Linked DNA regions of Mus musculus: region 2 is linked to region 1. The links are chromatin contacts, called in public HiCAR-type maps. All regions are on one chromosome and are shown on one strand. The core of a region is the stretch at or near the end of the contact, and the rest is flanking DNA. Distances in the headings are between cores, read along the strand shown. Region 1 holds the start of Abat (4-aminobutyrate aminotransferase). Region 2 holds the start of Dexi (dexamethasone-induced transcript).

What was found. HiCAR-type assays count read pairs that join an accessible place to other places.
Region 2: a contact with region 1 is called in a HiCAR-type map of astrocytes, with 3 times the contacts expected there. The contact joins the promoter of Dexi here to the promoter of Abat in region 1. A contact is called at or near these places in 2 of 39 promoter capture datasets (both in liver) and 1 of 115 datasets of contacts at active chromatin or transcription factors (astrocytes).

What each region holds. Positions count from the first base shown.
Region 1 is chr16:8,511,852-8,515,389 of GRCm38.p6, reverse strand. It overlaps Abat (4-aminobutyrate aminotransferase), which reads right to left and starts at 1,961. Exons shown (of 16, transcript NM_172961.3): 1 at 1,816-1,961.
Region 2 is chr16:10,541,068-10,544,605 of GRCm38.p6, reverse strand. Dexi (dexamethasone-induced transcript) reads left to right here and starts at 1,552. Exons shown (of 2, transcript NM_021428.4): 1 at 1,552-2,334. The coding sequence starts at 1,916. The coding sequence ends at 2,203.

The DNA of each region.
Region 1 (3,538 bases), core at 712-3,211:
TCTGTGAGGGTCTGGTCACTACTGCTTGGTGATCACTAAATGGTCCCAGAAAATCACCCGTGTGCCAGGAAAGGGCGCTGGATCTAAGCAGGGTCAAGCCATTGCTGTAGAGAATGGGAGCCAGGGAGAATGAGCAGAGCAGGGACAAGCCATTGCTGTAGAGAATGGGAGCCAGGGAGAATGAGCAGAGGCAGCAGGAAGGAAAGGGGTGCACCTTCCTCAGCACCTCTTCCTGGAGCAAACCCAGTCACGCAGCCGCGGTCCTCACAGTAGCCTTGGCTCTAGCTTATTGTAACTGATAACATCCATTCTACTGGGTTGATCTGGATTTTGGCAAGCTTTTCACTGCAGAAGGTGCAAAACAGAAACCCTTAAGCCCCCAGGAATGGATCCCACCAGAGTCTGTGGAGTGTTCACAGACCTTCTACAAATTCTGCTCCTTCTGCGTTGCCTTTCTCAGTGTGGCTGCGTCCTGTGATGAGTGGACATGGTGCCCAGATGTGCCCACTGTACATGTGAAGACTGGAGCTAGTGTTGGGGAGCCCCAGTGACCCTATAGGAGCTACGCTGGTTTTGTCAGTGACTGGCTGGGTGACCTTGAGCCATTCCTTTCTCTCTGAGCCAGTGCCTCAGTTGGTTCAGGTACCAAATGAACGGTCAGTCTTAATGTAGATGCTCTTTTACATCGTAGGATTGCAGGCAGGGTTAATTGTCCCTCCCAGAGCTGTCCTTTGGCCTCCAGGAAACATCTCTCTCCCCAACCCACATCCCAGATCCAGAGAACAGGCCAAGATTCAATTTTTTCCTGTCTCCTGACCTGCCCCCACCAGACCTTCTCAGGCTAGTGTGAGGGAGGCACACAGCTAAGCCAACAGTGTCCCTAGACCAGTGGACAAGCCCAGCAGCAGCCTTCTCTTGGCCTAATGCCCAGGGAATTCCATCAGGCAATATCCACGGGACTTGATGGGGGCAGCCCCAAGAAACGAACAGGGGACCCTTGGAAGTGGGCCAACAGCTCTTCTCTATGTTGATAGCCCTTTGTCCAGGCGGAGAGAGACCTGCGTCTGTAGGGTAACACTGAATAACAGACTTTTACATTTGTGTTGGAGGTGGGGGTGGAAGGGGGTGCCTGCTGGTCCTGCAGTGCCAAGGCCATCTGTGCTCTTAGAGTTTGGAGGCTCTAGGCCTGGGAAGTGGAGGCCCCTAAAAGCCTTGTTTAGGGGGTTATGGCTTCTCCTATAGGTGGGAAGAGACTTCATAGGAATAGAAGAGAAGTCATTTGTCCCCAGAATCCAGCACCTAGTTTCTGGAATGGGCATGCAGGTGATTTGGCCTGGGATGTCCTTGTTGAAAGGAGGGTCTTACTCTCCAGGACTTTCACAGTTGGGGAGGGATAGGACCCTTCTGTCGAGCTGTGTCCTCAACATTCCAAGGAGACAGAGAGAGAGAGAGAGAGAGAGAGAGAGAGAAGCAAGAGAACCTAACTTAGATTTTTAGGAAAGGGAGGAGATGAGAAAGGGTCTAGATATTAGCGGAGGCAGGACTCCACTTGGGGGGGGGGGGGGGACTCTATTCCAAGGACTAAACGAGGGAGGGATTTCCCCCTCCAGCCAGTGGGCAGGACGGACGGCCCCATTTCTGAAGGTTACACGAAGCTGTTTTGCTTTCTGGGGCCTGGGAGGTGGGAGACCCTTTCCTTTCGGAGCAGGATCCCGCGTACTGGTTGGATGGAGGGCCCGGATTCTAGAGGAAGATGTCCTTCTCTGGCTTCCTTCAGAAGGGCGAGCCACGCGCGTACAGACGCGTCGCACTTACCTCCAGGCCCGGGCTGCGATCTACAGGCTGCGATCCGCGGGCCGGACTTGCGCGATCACCTTCCGATGCTCCTGGCTGCGCCTGGCGTCTGCTCCGCTTCCCCCAGCGACTCACCAGGCTCCCAAGCTTCGCCGAGCCACCCTGGCCAATCAGCACCACTGCCTCTAGCCCTTGCTTGCGCCTCAGCCAATGAGAGCACCCGCCATGGGCCACCGCCCCCGGGGGGAGGGGGAAGGCGGGGCGGGGGCAGAGTCCGACCTCCGTGGATAGGATGCGCCCGGGGGTCTCCGAGGAGGGCCGCGAGGGCCGGAGCAAGGGACTTGGGGAGAGGCAGCCGAAGGATCCCTAGCAAATCTGATGGGGGCTAGGAGTCCTCTCCTTACAGGAGGGAGGGACTTTGCAGGCTAAGGCGAATCTTCAATGTACTCCCACCCCACATCACTGTTTTAAGATCCTGGGAATTGCTGATGAATGGAGCTGAACCCCAACCCCGACCTCTGTGCTTCGGATCTGGTCTCTGGAACCTGAGAATCCGGGGCCCTGAAACAGAACTAAAGCACCTGTCGGCACTGGCCCTCCATGCCACCTTCTGGTGCATCAGTGGTGCACAGCAGGTCAATAAGAGTGCTAAACTGAGAGTCAGGTCAGGACTCAGGACAGGTCTCTTTCCCAACCCTTCCTCCATTTCCTTAATGGTAAAGGAAGGCAGAATTGGTTCTATCTCTTTTATGAGTAGAAACAAGATCTTAGATGTAATAGAGATGTGTTCAGAAAATTGAAGATGCACTGGAAACCAGTTAAAACGAATATGTGAGTGACCAAGTCCCACACCTTTTCTTTCATTAAAAATAAAATTTATTTCAATCACGTGTCTATCTGTCTATGTATATGTGTATGGATGCTGGAGGAGGCTATTGGAATCCTGGGACTGCCTGGAGCTGTGGATACAGGTGGTTGTGAGCTGGCAGAATGCGGTGTTGGGAATAGAACTCAGGGCCCCTGCAAGAGCAGTGTGTGGCCCTAGTTGCTCAGCCATCTCCTCCCCCTTTCTCCTTTTGTCTTTCTTATTTCACTTATTTATTTGTTTATTTGTTAGACAGGGTCTCTCTTCATAGCCCTGTCTATCCTGAAACCTGCAATATAGACCACCCCAGCCTCCAGGTCACAGAGATCTGGCTGCCTCTGCCTCCAGAGTGCTGAGGTTAAAGGCACCACCATGCCTGGCTCCTTTTTCATTTTTTATTTTTATTTATTTGTTTATTTTTAAAGGGAGGGAGGATTTATTTTAGTTTGATGGGATGCAGTGTGTGTTGCTCACTTGCTTGCTTATATTTAATGGTCTTATAACTTTCCAACGTTATTTGGACACAAGGTGTTATCACTCATTGATAAAATCAAAGTTGCAAACATTTAACCACCTCTAGGATTTTCCCAGGCAACTGTGTCATGATCTGGCCAACTTTTACAGAGCCTGGAGGTCCCTGTTGAGTCCAGGAATCCAAGCAGCCTCATATATAGTTATTATGGATTGTAAACCTAGAAATAAAGGGATCAAGATAGGCCAGAAATAAGCAAACAAATGAAACAACTCCAAGTAAGCAATCCACTGCGATCCCTAACTGAACCCCAAAGAGACAATGACTAGACTAAGGAGCAGGTGAGAGCCTAGATCCTCGGTCCCTTGGGAACCCAGAAGGTCCTGCCAGTTGCTATCCAAGTTATC
Region 2 (3,538 bases), core at 303-2,802, 2.0 Mb before region 1:
AAAACCAATCAGTAACATTCTGGTTTGTCCTTACAACCTTTTTCTTTTGCACATTAGTCTTAAAACATTTTGTAAAGATGTGAGCAGCATTGTAAAGCTAACCACGATGAACTTTCAGAGGTTTCCTCTGGTCATTATTGAAAACTCATGCCATTTCCCAACTAATTCAGTAAGAAAGAAAGAGAACTCCAAGATCTCCATGAAAGGTTACATACACCTGGACTTCCTTCCCAGACTGGAAGTGGGAACCTCGGTGGGAAGCAAGATTTTGTGCCCCACACCCTCTCATTTATTCATTTCTACATCTCATAGCTATTTAACCCCTGTGACAGCCCATTGACTGTCCTAGGAAAAGAGTTGAGTCAGGGACCAATGTTCTCTCCAGGGCCCAGGACAAGATTTGCACATAGCACGTTTTTAGATGAATATTGATAGAGTGAATGGTTTGCATTGCTTCCAAGAATTAGAGAGATGTAGACTGGCATCAGGCTAATGGTTTCCCATGTAAAAGTCATGAAAGAACAAGAACATGTCTGACCTCCAAAGGAAATGACAGAGACTCAGCAGCTTCGAGAATCCATTTCTCTGGAATTTGTTTTCCTCATCTGTGAAAAGGGAATATACTACATTGCCTTGTCCAGCTCCTATAAACCTAAGTGTGACTTAGATTAAAGGCCTTTGTAAGAATTGAGGATAGACCTTAATCCCAGAACTCAGGAGACAGAGGCAGTGGAACTCTACATGTTCTGGGACAGCCTGGTCTATAGCCAATTTCAGGGCACCCAGAGGCTTCATGGTGAGACCCTGGGTTTTCAGGGTTTGGGTTTTGTTGTTGTTGTTGTTGTTGTTGTTGTTGTTGTTGTTTTCAAAAACAGATGTAGAGCTACATCTCGTCTATATCTTGCACACACAGACCTTGGTTTTGATCCCTCGCAAACTCATCCTCCTGACGAAGCACAAAGGTGGTCTGTAAACCGAAGAATCTGAGCAGATATATACTTAGCATTATTGGTTGGTTGGTTGGTTGGTTTTAAACATGGACTGCAAAATAATAGAAACAATAAGCAGCCTTATTGGCAGAAGATTTGACCTGCTTGTGGTACTTTCCATCCGGGTGTCATGGAACCCTATAATGCCTCTGTCAAAGGCACTCAGTAATTGATTTTTTTTTCTTACTATACCGTGAAAAAGAAAACAACAAAAGCGCTTTGGGGATATCTAAGATTTTCAGTGGAATTACCGGCATTCCTTTTCCACCCGGCATCATTTTAAAGGGGGTAAACTAAGTTCCAAAAAGGTGACGCTCCATACCTAAGTTCGAGATGCAGTCTAAGGAGTGCCAACTGCAGAAGAGCAACTTAGAGACTGGAGCACCTCCCATGGGGCGGAGCAAATGAGTACCCGCCCCCGGACAGCTCAAGCCAATAAACGTGGAGCACTGAGCTAGCCAATAAATACGGGCGAGCATGCGACTGGCCAATGAATGAAGAGCCTCTGGGTAGGCGGTGCTGGGAAGCCCAGAGCGACTTGGCGGCTGCAGCGATGGGCAGTGAGCCTGCGGGGGCGCCGAAGGTGCCTGAGGAACGCCTCGGGGAGACAGCAGCGGCCTCAACTCTGAGCTGCGGCGGGGGCGCGCGAGCGCAGCGTACAAAGCGAGTCGCTGGCCACTTCTAGGGGGGTGGCCCTGAGGGGCGAGCGGCCCGTGTGGCCCGATCCCGGGGCTCCGTGACCCGGCCCTGAGCATCTCGGGGTGTCAAGGAGCGTCTTCGGAGGCCGCCCGGGGCCCAGCGCTGCCGCCACCGAGCCCCGGGGCGCCCCCTGGATGGCTGAGCTGCCCCCTCGCCGGCCGCCCGGGCGCCGCAGCGGCTGAGGTCGCTGGGATCGCCCGGCCGCCGCCCCCATCGCCGGCCCCTGCATGCCCGGCGCCCGGGTCGCAGCCCACCTGGACGCTCTGGGCCCCCTGGTCTCCTACGTGCAGCCACCGCTGCTGCCCTCTATGTTCTACGTGGGCCTGTTCTTCGTCAATGTGCTGATCCTTTACTACGCCTTCCTTATGGAATACATCGTTCTCAATGTGGGCCTCGTCTTCCTGCCCGAGGACTTGGACCAGGCGCTGGTGGACCTCGGCGTACTTTCAGACCCTGGCTCTGGCCTTTACGATGCCGACTCAGAGCTTGACGTCTTCGATGGATATTTGGAATAATGTCGTGATTACTGTTCCCCACTTGCCTTCCACCATCCGCAACTCTTGGCCTGGACCAGCCGCCCGTACCATGCCGCTGCCACTGGTTGGGGGCACCATCTGGACAGGGATGGGACCCCAGGAAGAGGCCCGTAAGTGCCCTTGAGATGGGGGTGTATTTCGGGGAGAGAGAAGGTAGTGTCCTCAGGGCAGACTAACCTCCTTCCTCTAAGCCTCTGATTTCTCTGGCCACCTCCTCTGGATCTAACTCAGATGCTAGGAATAGTAGTGTTTGAAGAGATTTCCCCCAAAGAAATGAACATTTGGAGTAATCATGCAGTTTACCCCATGGCTTGGGTAAAAGCTTTGTACCCAAAACCTTTTGAGGTGGAGCTGTCAGCTCCTCCCCCAAGTCTTAGCCTGTCTTGTTGGTGACCTTGGGGTTTGGGGGGATGCTTACTTGTCCTGAAAGCATAGACTGGTGTCAAAAGAGGCACTGGTCACTTTTGTTCTGCGGCCTCTTGAGGGACCAGTTAAACTGAGGGGCTTCAGGCCAAGCCTGGGAGAATGGAAACCTTCAGCAAACAACACTGCCGCACTTCCTTTTGGCAGTGTTTCTGCTGCTGTATTTGGAGTCAGGTTTCAGAGATCCTGGGTTGTTGGTACTGCAGCTCAGAACCGCAGAGGCTGTCAGTTTCTTAGGCTGCCGCTCTGGGACAGGTAGGCAGTTCTGAGCTGGTGCTGGCTTTGTCTGCAGTATTTGCAAGGCCTCTCAGCACCCTAGGGTCAGCAGAAGGAACCACGGGGTGGTCGTACTGAAGACGTGCCTTTGGGCTTCTGCCAAGAAGTTTTGTTATATGTTAGAAAAGATAAAGTGAATCCAAGACTGGCTGAAGTCTCCCAACAAGGGAAAGGGAACAGCTGGCCTGTATGAGAGAACGTTTGTGCCAGGCAAGCTGTTGGGTCCGTTGAGGTGTCACGGGGCGGGCCTAGCCCTATAGCTGGGGAATGCTGGGGTTTGGCAGGTCATAGAGCCCAAGTGGCAATGAGGAGGCACGTGGAGCTGGTGGGTGGGGGCTCCTTTTAGATAACAGATACTGATGTCACCCCAAGGAAGCATTCACGCCTCCTCTCCCGTGTTACCTGATTGCCAACATTGCCATAAGTGGGTGTCTTAGATTGGGGTACTGTGCCAGAAAACCATGGCTCAAACAACAAGCATTTCATCCTCATAGTTTTCTAAAGGGCACTAATCCCACTAGAGGGCTCCACCCTTGTGACCTAATCACCCCTAACACCATCACTGCAGGAACAGGCTTTCAACAGTGGAATTGGGGACACATCGTCTGTCTGTTG